3 separate regions of the Mus musculus genome follow, and all the other regions are linked to region 1. The links are chromatin contacts, called in public HiChIP or PLAC-seq maps. All regions are on one chromosome and are shown on one strand. Each heading gives the region's core, a stretch centred on a gene start, on an enhancer-like site or on the middle of the called end of the contact. The rest is flanking DNA. Distances are from core to core; before and after follow the strand shown.

Region 1 (3,599 bases), core at 797-3,296:
TCACTTGGGCACTTCAGCTTGTTGAGCTTTTTGAGTTCTGTGGACTGTATCTTGGGTATTTTTAACTTTATTTATTTGTTTATTTAGGCTAATATCCACTTATTAGTGAGTACATACCACACATGTTCTTTTGGCTCTGAGTTACCTCACTCAGGATGATATGTTCTAGTTCCATCCATTTGCCTGCAAACTCAGGATGTCCTCATTATTAATAGCTGAGTAGTATTCCATTGTGTAAATGAACCACATTTTCTATATCCATTCTTCTGTCATGGAACATCTGGATCCAGCTTCTGCTATCACAAATTAGGCCTCTAAGAACATAGTGAAACACGTGCCCCTGTGGCATGGTGGGCATCTTTTGGGTGTATTCTCAAGCTCAAGGGGAGGTCCCAGGCCTCACACTATTACTGAGGCTATGAAGCTCTCAAAAAAGGGACCTAGCATGACTGCTCTCTGAAAGAGCCAAAGGGCAGCTGAAAGCGTCAGATGCTGATATTTGTACCCAACCAATGGACAAAAGCAGCTGAGTCCTGTTGTTGAATTAGGAGAGGCTGAAAGAAGCTGAGGAGAAAGGCGATCCTGTAGGAGGACCAGCAGCCCCAATCTGGACCCCAGAGATCTCTCCAACACTGGACCACCAAACAGACAGCATACACAAGCTAATATGAGGCCCCCAATACACATACAGTAGAGGCCTTTGGGTCTGTGTTCATTCAGAGATGATGCACCTAACCCTCAAGAGACTGGAGGCCCCAGGGAGTTTAGAGGTCAGATGGGGTGGGGGGTGGGGGCCTCCATGTGGAGACAGGAGGAGTGGGGAGGAGGGGTGGGATGTGGAGTAATCAGAGGGTGGATGGGGGGATGGAATATGAAGTGTAAAAAAATGAATTTAAAAGAAAGGGGGGTTGCTTCTGCACCTGAAAGACACAGGGAGGCCATGCTCTCCACAGTGACTATGTCCTATGGTGGCTGCCAGGCAGGCTGGTGAGTGTACAGCTACACCCCAGCTCTGTGGAATGTATCAACAGGCAAAGCTGCATCTTATAAAGAAGGGGAGAAAGGTAAAAGTCAAAGGAATCTCAAGGTATTTAGTCAAGAATTACAGAAAACAGCAATAATGGAAAACTCTTCAGCAGCAAATTCCAGGTAAGCCATCTAATCCTCCCCTGCGTAACCTGAGGGATGCAAATAAACCCATCCCCAGTCGTTCAAATCCCCATGCACGTGCCCCACCCCCAGCAGGAAGCCTCAACCATAGCCCTGTGCACAGAGCCCACACTCTAGTCCTGCTGCCCAGGAGGCAGCTGTGGGCCGGACTCTGCGCTGTGATGTGATTACAGAGTCACTCGGCAGCTGCACTGCTGAGCAGGCTTCCCGGCCCGGCCTCAGTACACAGCAGGACTACGGACAGGACGCCACAGGCTTCGGTGAGCACACGGATGTGATCAGCGGCCCTGCTGCAATCACTGCCTCACTCTCAACACTTGTGGTACTAGGGTTTCCTCTAATGCAAAACACGTAGCAGGCTCTGCATGAGAACCGAACCAGCAAGGAAGGAGAACTGTAGACTTAGGAGCTCTACTAGAAGGTTCTGAGGCTATGCATTTTTTTCAGAAGATTAATTTAAATGAGACCTCTGAAGGTCATGTAATCACTAATGAATAAAGGGCTAAGGAATTTATGGCATGGTACTCTGATTGGTGTCCTTAAAGAGTTTACTCACCTGTAAAATATGAACAGCTCGCTTATAAGTGATTCACCTGCCACAAACAAGGTCAGGCTGCTTTTTCTCCTGAGACCAGTAAGTCATGTTTGAGAGACGGAGCCAAGATGATGGAGCAGGTATACCAAAAGCAACCTAATTCATAACTTGGTTGCGTGCACTAAAGGAGATTGCTGGGAGCTTTGCACTTAAAAGGCCTCTCAGGACGGTTCAGTGCCACCGAGGATGTCGCAGACAACTAAGGACAAAGCCACACGCCTTCCTAGCTGCACCCTGTGGCTCCTCTGCTCTCAGAGGCAGCAATGGGAAGTACAGGCAGGCAAACTTATTTGTCAATGCAAGCTTGGCTGGGCATCCTAACGCAGTGGCGTGGTGCCACCTAACACTGTAGTTCTTTAAATCAGCATGTTGCAAAGGACAGTCCCTGAGTCCCCACTGAACATAGCTACACACGCCTCCTGAAACTCCGAACGGTTTCTGAGGAACCGGCCAGACACACGGGCTGACCTAGCTTCTGACCCTCCCTGCAGGGCTCTTGAGCAGGGCCAGCCTTGTGAGGTAGTATGCCAGCCTTGTGAGGTAGTATGCCAGCCTTGTGAGGTAATATGCCAGCCTTGTGAGGTAGTATGCCAGCCTTGTGAGGTAGTATGCCAGCCTTGTGAGGTAGTACGCCAGCCTTGTGAGGTAGTATGCCAGCCTTGTGAGGTAGTATGCCAGCCTTGTGAGGTAGTATGCCAGCCTTGTGAGGTAGTACGCCAGCCTTGTGAGGTAGTATGCCAGCCTTGTGAGGTAGTATGCCAGCCTTGTGAGGTAGTAGGCCAGCCTTGTGAGGTAGTATGCCAGCCTTGTGAGGTAGTATGCCAGCCTTGTGAGGTAGTAGGCCAGCCTTGTGAGGTAGTAGGCCAGCCTTGTGAGGTAGTAGGCCAGCCTTGTGAGGTAGTAGGCCAGCCTTGTGAGGTAGTAGGCCAGCCTTGTGAGGTAGTAGGCCAGCAAGGCAGAACCACACTGCTATCCTGCGGGGCTAACGCAGGCTGAAAACACTCTCAGTGTTCTTAGAGTGGTGGTCAATTTCTACCTTAAAAATAATGAATTCCCCCACGTTAACTTACTGTCCTAAAAAAACAAGACACACAGGCTGTTCTCCTGACAGTGTTCTGTGGGCTCTTACCACTCTGTCCTCTGATCCCAGTCACTTGGAAGGGGTGGGTTTCTGTAGTTTCACCTAACACTTTGTGTCTTTGGAAAAGGAATTCAGTTGTTTCTTTAAAGACCACTTAATGGCCCAGAGTGCTCTTCTCACCCTCCTTCCCTGCTGCCCAGAGCTCCCTGCAACAGCACAGGAATTGCCTGTACAGTTAGTTACCAGTTTGGCATTTGGAAAACTGCCTAAAGTGAGGGCTAAAAATGCTGAAGGAGACCTGGAGAGTTAGTTTTAGAGAATAAAAACAAAACCCTGCCACACTTCTCCTTGGGAGAACGAATGAGCCCCTGGCTCCTTGAGAAGGGAACGCCTGGCAGCACCGAGCACTCCATTGCCTAATGCTTGGAGAATGTGAGGCGCGAGGGAGTCAGAGAAGCCTTGGCTACAGGACGAGAGCTGACGCAGTCCGTGTCTGCCACACTCACACTGTGCCCTTCACAGATGTCTCTGCATCTATTTATAGGACGTTTAGGGCCAGGCCAGTTACTGTCCGCCATATTACCATTCTCATAACAGACTCATACACAAACTATCTTTTTTATGAATAAAAGACACTCCCACCCCTCATCTCTCAACAAAACTCAACTCTTAAAAGTCTTAGTCACAAAATTACATGAAATAGTAAATAAGAAGTAGTACAATAAGAAATTGTAGCGCCCAGGTACAATACAA
Region 2 (3,599 bases), core at 808-3,307, 400 kb after region 1:
CTGTGGAGGACCGGCTTCGTGGTATGGAGAAGGGGAGCTGAGCCCAGTCTTTACCCATGTATGTGACTGCTCTGCTTAAGTAACTCCTGAGAGACAGGCATGTGCTAGGTCTGGTCCTTTCAGTGAAGAGGTCTGCTGGAGCTGGGGGCTCTGTGTGAGAGCAGGAGGGTGGGTGCTGGGGGATTGCAGCTAGGCCAGTCGGAGCTCCCCCAGGTTTCCCAGCTGTCAAGGCAGAACTTAACACTGGTCAAGGCCTGACATTGCAAAAGGGGCCTTCCAAGGAAAGTCTGACAGATGATTGCTGGCACACCCTGATGACTCGATGTCAGGGTGCAGGTAAGAAACTGAGAGGCAAGGTCTGTCGCAAGCCTGGATGCTCTTCTTCCAGGCCAGAGTTAGATTCTGGCTACAAGAGCCCTGTATACCAGCAAAGTTCTCTCAAGTTCCCAAACACACAGAGCCCATGGCTCTGAGATTTGTTCTTTCCATTGAGATCCTACAGACTTGAGTTCATCTTCTGCTATGCCAATGTAATAATTTGGAGGGAAGTATGTCTTGGGATTGTATAAGAGCCATCTGTGGGAAGCGTGAGTGATAAACCCCACGTTGGTCTAAGGTTGTGACCTGAGAGCCGTGGTGAACGAAAACTCTCCTGTCCCACAGAGAATTTACATGGGGTTTGTACATACCAGCCTTGATTTATTTCTCTGGCTTAGCTGCAAGGTGCATGTTATTCTCTGGGTATTTAAATATCACCAATAAATGACAAAGTTAAATGCTTAAAAATTTTAGTTAACTGGCCTCTTCAAGTGTTTTCAAAGAGACAAATGGGAAGAGATACAATATGTTAGTGGACATGAGAGAGTGGGGGAGGGGACATTTGGTGGGCATAAGCAAGTAGGGGGGTTGGTGGACATGAGAGAGTGGGGGAGGGGGCATTTGCCTCTAGCATATTCAGCACACCATATGGATGTTTTTGTCTTCACAATGATTTAAGAAAACATATTTTTCTAACTTTGCAGATGAAAAAGTTGAGCCAAGAGTATCCAGTAGCTACCACAGGAGAACCGCTTGTTAGCCAGAAGCAAGATGCAGTGGGCTGCCCACCTGGTCTCCAGAGTGTGTCTCCTCTGCTGACATCAGACCCATTTCTTCAGCATTTCAACACAAGTCAAAGACAAGCAGCTTCCAGGAAACTTCTAGTCCCTCCACAGCAGGTGAGTACTGCTGAAGCCTCCAGCTTAGGGTCCTTAGCCTCTGCAGTGTAGAGACAGCCATTGGGCTATCCAGCCCTATCAAGTCAGTCAATCTGGTGAATTCTCATGGATGTAAGTATGTGTATATATGTTTACACAGTCACAGTGTGTGTATGCATTCTCCCTGCCCTGTTCCTCTAAAACTCTGACAAACCACAGAGGAGTGCCCAGAGGTCACCAAGTTCTTGCTCCCAGACTAAAGGACTGCTCATAACATGAGGTACCTGCATCTCTAGAACCTGTCTGTCTCTCCACGTCTTTGCTCTGGTGTCAACTTTACCTGTAACCACTCTGTTACCATGACAGCAAGGCAGGAAGCAAGAGAGTGTGGGGACAGTGGAGGAGTTTGAACATGACAATCGAGGCTTAGTGGCCCACACCTGTCACTCCAGTAGTAGGGAGGCCAAGACAGGAGGATCTCCAGTCAAGGCCAGCATGGCTTACAGAATGAGACTCTATCATCCAAACAAACAACACACACACACACACACACACACACACACACACACACCCCAAAACAAAACATACCAAGGAGAGTGGGTGCATCATGCAGGGCCTGGTTACCTGCATGGTCCACTCGGCCATACTTGGAGGCCATCTGGACCCACTGAACCTCAGAGTAGAGAGGATGAGGAGGCTTGTGAGTCCTTTTCTGTCTGTCTAAGCGCACAGTGAGCTCACTCACTGCCCTGGGTGGTGTCTAGAGGATTAAAGAAAACAAGAAATGAAAGCACTAATCCTGGTGCCTAGCACACATCAATCACCAAGTGTGAGACCGCAGCGCCGAGGATGGAAGCTAGCGCTGTGCTCAGTGACAGCCTGCACAGTCATGCTTGAGTAAAAGCTTCCTGGTGTGGACTTGAAGGATGAATAACAGGAATCTGCATGTCGTGGGGGTGGCATGCGAGTGGGTGTGTGAAGCCTCATGAGCAGGATGTGCAGGGATAAAAATAGCCCTCCAGGCAGCTGGTAAACACCTTCCATGGGGAGACAGTAAGACACCATGGTCTTCTTCCCATTTTCCAAAATGTCATCTCTCATCAGCCAAGAGCTTTGAAGAATGTTTGGTCCTAGTGACTCATCACCACCATAAACCAATCAATCACTGTGACTCATTCCCATCCCTGTTGGAGCAGCAATACAGACAAGTAGTGTGTGAATGCTCGAGAGTATGTGAGTGTGTTTGTGTGTGAGAATATGTGTGAGTGTATGTGTATGTGAGTGTAAGTGTGTGTATGTGACTGTGTGTGTATGAGTGGTATGAGTATATATGTGAGTGTGTGTGTGACTGCATAACTGTGTGAGTGTATGTGTATGTGAGGTGTGTGTCTATGTGAGTGTGCATGAGTGTGTATGAGTATATATGGGACTGTGTGTGTGCATGTGTGACTGTATGAGTGTGTGTGTATGTGAGTGTGTATGTGTGAATGTGAGCCTGTATGAACGAGTGTGTATGTGAGAGAGAGAGAGAGAGAGTGTGTGTGTGTGTGTGTGTGTGTGTGTGTGTATGCACATGTACACATACAGATGTGCCTCTCTGCACCTGAGACTTGCTTTCTGCAGAGTAGAGAACATTCGTTTAAGCACAGGAGAGTTGATAGTGGGCTGTTCCACCATGAGAATCAGCAATGGTGGAACGACACCAGCGTTAAACAACAAAATCCAAAGGACGGAAAGAGTCAAGCACTGTGCTTGTTTTTTGGTTGGTTTTATTTTCTTAGTGGTTGAACCCAGGGCCTTGTGTGTGCGAGAAAAACACTACTTCTGGGCTGTTAAAACATCTCTATTATGCTGACATTTTGTGATGTGGGCCCAAGAAAGTATTATAAAAATGCATATTTCAATGCAACATTTAAAATTTTCCTAGCACCTGGAAATAGTGATGAACCTGATGATGCTTCTCTTGACCTAACGGCGCGGGAAGGAGTGGAGAGCCCGAGAGAAGCCATGTTGAAATGCTCTCTTTCACTTGGTCGTCTGCACTCAGGCTTCCTGTGTCTGGTATGTGATCATGCCAAGGTTAAACATTTAAGAGAAAAGTAGGGAATGCGAAGACATTTCAAAACGTTGTGTCAACTTAGCTCCTTCCAGATCTAAGCCCCAGTACTAGCTTATTATATTTTGAATAGATATGGAGAAATAAATAATAAAAGCAGCTTCATTTGCCACTGACGGGCAACATATGAGCACAGCGTAGAATGTTCGAGGAGGCAATATTGTCACTGAAGCAACTGAACCAGACTTACACACAGCAACTGTTAAGTAGCTAGGGCAGTGAAGGGCAGGTACGCATAATGCTACTTCCAGGTACATAAAATACAACTACTTATTATTGACTTGTAA
Region 3 (3,599 bases), core at 563-3,062, 290 kb after region 1:
CTCTCAGTTTTAGGATTTCAAAAGTGGTTAATTAAAACAAAAACAACAACAACAACAAAACAAAGCAAAACAAAACACAACGGTGTTCCCCGGGATCTTCTTGCATTTGGGGGAGGACGGCTATAATGGGCAGAGAAAGGGCCTGGAGATCAAGGGCTACTCACTGAACCTATGTGCCAGGCGGTCAGGATGAGCTTCCTGGGCATCAAGAGCTGCCTCCCATGGGGTGCCTAGACTTCCAGGGCTCTACCAGGCCATTTTGAAACATGCCCTGTCTTGGCCTGCATGGTTGCCAGACACTGGGCATCTCTTAGTGTGTCTGAAGGTAACGAGACGGAGTTGCTGGAAAGAACGAGCAGGGGAGGTCTGTTTTGGATGCCCTAGGCACACGGAAGCCTTAAGGGGTGACTTCCCTGGAAGCTCTGTGTGTAAGGTATGGGTACTGCCACGGCCAACTTCGCCCTCCTGCTCCTGGCAGGCAGGGGTTGGGATCTGTTTAAACTGCAATGAGTAGGACTGGGACAGGGACCGGGATGGGGAAAGCATGAGGTTTCCGCAGTAGCATCCAGCAAATGGTTAGTTAAGAAAAACCGGTTCCTTCCGCACCAGAAAGCTCTGGGTGGGTTCTGAAGAAAAGGAACATGAAGTACAATGTTTCAGTTAGCTCCCCGAGGCACTTCCTGAGCAGGTTATCAGTCGGGAGGCTTGCTAGCCAGCTCTTAGCCAGTCCCAGTGTGGGCTACAATGGGAACACAGGCTGGACCTGCTCAGCTTGCTCTGCAGGGACCACTGCCCAACCAATTGAACTGGGGCCCCACTGTTGTCCTCTCTGCTTTGGTTCCATGCCCTCAGGCTCTCAGAGAGTCACCATGAAAGGTGACCTCAGTCTCAGGTGCCATAGCCACTCAACTAGTCTGACCTCTCACATACCTGCTTGGCCCTGAGCTGAGGAAGTTTCCCATAGCCAGGGCCCAGCTGTGCTCTGGGTACACAGGCCTGGCCGGTGTTTGCCTGTGGGCTGTTGTCCTGCCCGACCCACACCAGCCTGGGAACATGAAGTCAGGCAGAGGCTCTTTGCTTTCATCCGGCCCTGCATTCCTCACCTGGCACCTTCTGCAGTCACAGATGTGTTTCCCCTTAAGGTTTGCCCAGAGATGGCAGCAGGCCCCGTGGGAGAGCTGGAGTGGGGGCATACAGGACGATCTGGTTGGCCCACTCGCTGCCTCTCTATGCCCCTCAGAGCAGAGAGGAGCTATGGGGTTGATTTTTCTCCTTCTCGTCCTGCTAGCCTCTGCAGACGTTTGGAATTACTCTCGCAGACAGCAAAGGGCGATGCTGAGGCCTGGGACTAATCTCAGTGCAGTCTTGTGTTGTCCGGGCCCCTTCTGTGTGATGGTGCTTATGCCTCAAGGGTCTGCTGAAGAAATCACTTCTCTGAAGTCCCCACCAATGACTCACATGTTGAGCCCTTAACCCCTAGGGCTGTATGTGAAGCTAGGACCTTAAACAAAGGTTTTAAAGATAAATGAGGCCACTGTAATTCAGAAATGGAGGGCATGCCTGCTTAATTTGAAGTAGGAAGATCCACTTTTTCCGATAGGGATCATTGAGGCAGGAAGGCACACCTTTAATCCTAGCCGTACCTTCTGCTGGGAGCACGTGTAAGGACATGGAAAAAAGAAGCTTCCGCTCTCTGCCTGCCTGCTCTGGCCTTGCTAGCCTTGTGAAGCCATTTCTTCACTGGCCTTAGAGCCAACTTCTCCGGGATTCCAGTGTAAACTGGAGACCAGCTGAGAAATCCAGCCTCCTGGACTGAGCGACTACTGGATTCTTGGACCTTGCATTCATATCCAGCCATTGTTGGATTAGCTGAACTACAGCCTGTTTGTACACACACACACACACACACACACACACACACACAGAGAGAGAGAGAGAGAGAGAGAGAGAGAGAGAGAGAGAGAGAGAGAGATTTGTATGTTCTGTTACCCTAGAGAACCCTGACTAGCACACCTTACAAGGCATGGAAGACACTTCAGAGATGAGCCTTTGAGTAGAGGGATCATATGAGAAACAACAAAGGTGGCTGCTTGCAGGCCAGGGAGAGATGCCTTTCCCGAAACCACCTCCTGCCACCTTGACCTTGGACTCCTAGCCTGAAACTATGAGGAAATGATTCTCTGCTGTTTAAGCCGCCAGAGCATTGCACTCGGCTACGGTAGCTCACGTGAACTCTCACCTCAGCTGTCAGTTTGGTGGACTTGGTGGGTCTGCACCCAGCTCGTGGGCTTGCTCAGCCTGGCCCTTCGCCTGGAGTCGTTAAGCGTGCAGATCATGTGGCCCACAAGCCTGCCCCCCTCAGAGGTCAGGCACCTCACTGCCTGGAATGTTGCCTCCTGGAGCTCTGGGTCTCCTCGTGTCTAGGATTGGCTCAACCTTGATTTGCACACACCATTTTGAACTGTGTTTATGGGTGTCAACTTGAAAAAAAACAAAAACAAACAAAAAAAAAGCACAGCTCTTGTGTTAAAGGGAATAAACAACAGTTTGTTCTGGAACCATCTTAAGTGACCGTGGCCTGAGAACACAAGTTTAGGTCACTCTGAATTCTGTGTTCCAACACAGAAGCAGTTACATGAAGTTTTATAGTTTTGCAAAACAAAGAATGTAATAAATTAGGAGAAAATGTAAAATACCTGGGTGGGTAAGGGCAGAGAGGTGGCTAGAGCACCATGGAGGAAGCTTTTCTGAGAGCCTCGGGCTGTCCGGAGACGTTCTTAGCTTTAGGCTGGTTAAAGCCAGTAGTCTGCTAGGTTAATAGACACCCAAGGCTTTTATCTGTCACTCCAGGATGTCAGTTCTGACACAGAGGTGAGCAGAGCATGGCCATCAAGGGTGCTGCAGCTAGACATGCGGTTAGGTGGAGCTGGAGGTGAGGTCCTGAGCTCTGGACCTGCGGCCTGCCAACCCCTGCCAACCTCTGCCCACTGCTGCAGTTCTAATCAGTCAGTTGGTCTTTGTGGAACAGCTTTCCTCTGGGAACTCTCCTTCACGTGGGCTGTCAAACGCTATGGGAGGCTAGGAGGCCAGAGCCATAGCTCAGCAGCACACATTAGTCTAGATTGATTTTTTTTTTTTTTTTGATTGAGTAGGAAGAGTTAGGGGAGAAGATGAAGGTCAATATATTTAAATATGTAAAGAGAAACCTTTCTGTTTCTCTGTTGGTTTGGTAGTGCTGGCCCCAGGGCCTCTCATACACAAGGCAGGCCCTCTCCCTCTGAGCTCTATCCCCAGCCCCCTGCTCACATTTGGTTTTTGACACGGGATCTCACAAAGCTGCCTACACTGGCTTTAAACTCACCTCCACGGACCAAGGCCTTGAGCTCTCGATTCTCCCGAGTCAGTCCCAGAAGTAGCCAGGATTCTAAGTCTGTACCTCCAGGCCTAGGCAGAACTAGACAGAACTCATCCACGGTCTCCAAGTGTCGTTCAGTAAGTGGGAGAAAGGTGGAACAGGAGAGCAAGGCTCTTAACGCAGATGACCATCTCTGCCTTCACCTCCTGCCTTACGGTGCTCGAAGGAACTCAGCCTCTGTAGC

The links. HiChIP or PLAC-seq counts read pairs in DNA pulled down with a chosen protein or histone mark.
Region 2: an HNF4G HiChIP or PLAC-seq map of pancreatic cancer cells shows a contact between it and region 1. The contact joins two enhancer-like sites. A contact is called at or near these places in 14 of 39 promoter capture datasets (the 3T3-L1 cell line, the C10 cell line, the HPC-7 cell line and 10 more), 1 of 15 datasets of contacts at CTCF or cohesin (the NIH/3T3 cell line), 12 of 484 Hi-C or Micro-C datasets (the AtT-20 cell line, the C10 cell line, CD8 T cells and 9 more) and 6 of 115 datasets of contacts at active chromatin or transcription factors (the NIH/3T3 cell line, bone marrow-derived macrophages, embryonic fibroblasts and 3 more).
Region 3: an H3K27ac HiChIP or PLAC-seq map of trophoblast stem cells shows a contact between it and region 1, with 2.3 times the contacts expected there. The contact joins two enhancer-like sites. A contact is called at or near these places in 7 of 39 promoter capture datasets (the C10 cell line, the HPC-7 cell line, cranial neural crest and 4 more), 2 of 484 Hi-C or Micro-C datasets (bone marrow-derived macrophages and nephron progenitors), 1 of 115 datasets of contacts at active chromatin or transcription factors (trophoblast stem cells) and 2 of 9 other capture datasets (embryonic stem cells and pancreatic islet).

The regions. Positions count from the first base shown.
Region 1 is chr6:145,768,563-145,772,161 of GRCm38.p6, reverse strand. The region is part of intron 1 of Rassf8 (Ras association (RalGDS/AF-6) domain family (N-terminal) member 8); the gene reads right to left. Among named protein-coding and RNA genes, the nearest start is that of Gm15704, 22 kb to the right of the region's middle. Within about 2 kb of position 2,046, at least 56 of the 459 cell types and tissues checked have an H3K27ac peak or open chromatin away from gene starts, as enhancers often do. A contact at or near this core is called in pancreatic cancer cells and trophoblast stem cells, where this site is marked.
Region 2 is chr6:145,372,534-145,376,132 of GRCm38.p6, reverse strand. It overlaps LOC105247329 (a long non-coding RNA gene), which reads left to right. Exons shown (of 4, transcript XR_001785414.2): 3 at 1,023-1,217. Among named protein-coding and RNA genes, the nearest start is that of Gm38926, 26 kb to the right of the region's middle. Within about 2 kb of position 2,057, at least 93 of the 459 cell types and tissues checked have an H3K27ac peak or open chromatin away from gene starts, as enhancers often do. A contact at or near this core is called in pancreatic cancer cells, where this site is marked.
Region 3 is chr6:145,476,279-145,479,877 of GRCm38.p6, reverse strand. The region is part of intron 2 of Gm38475 (a long non-coding RNA gene); the gene reads left to right. Among named protein-coding and RNA genes, the nearest start is that of Gm15499, 35 kb to the right of the region's middle. Within about 2 kb of position 1,812, at least 23 of the 459 cell types and tissues checked have an H3K27ac peak or open chromatin away from gene starts, as enhancers often do. A contact at or near this core is called in trophoblast stem cells, where this site is marked.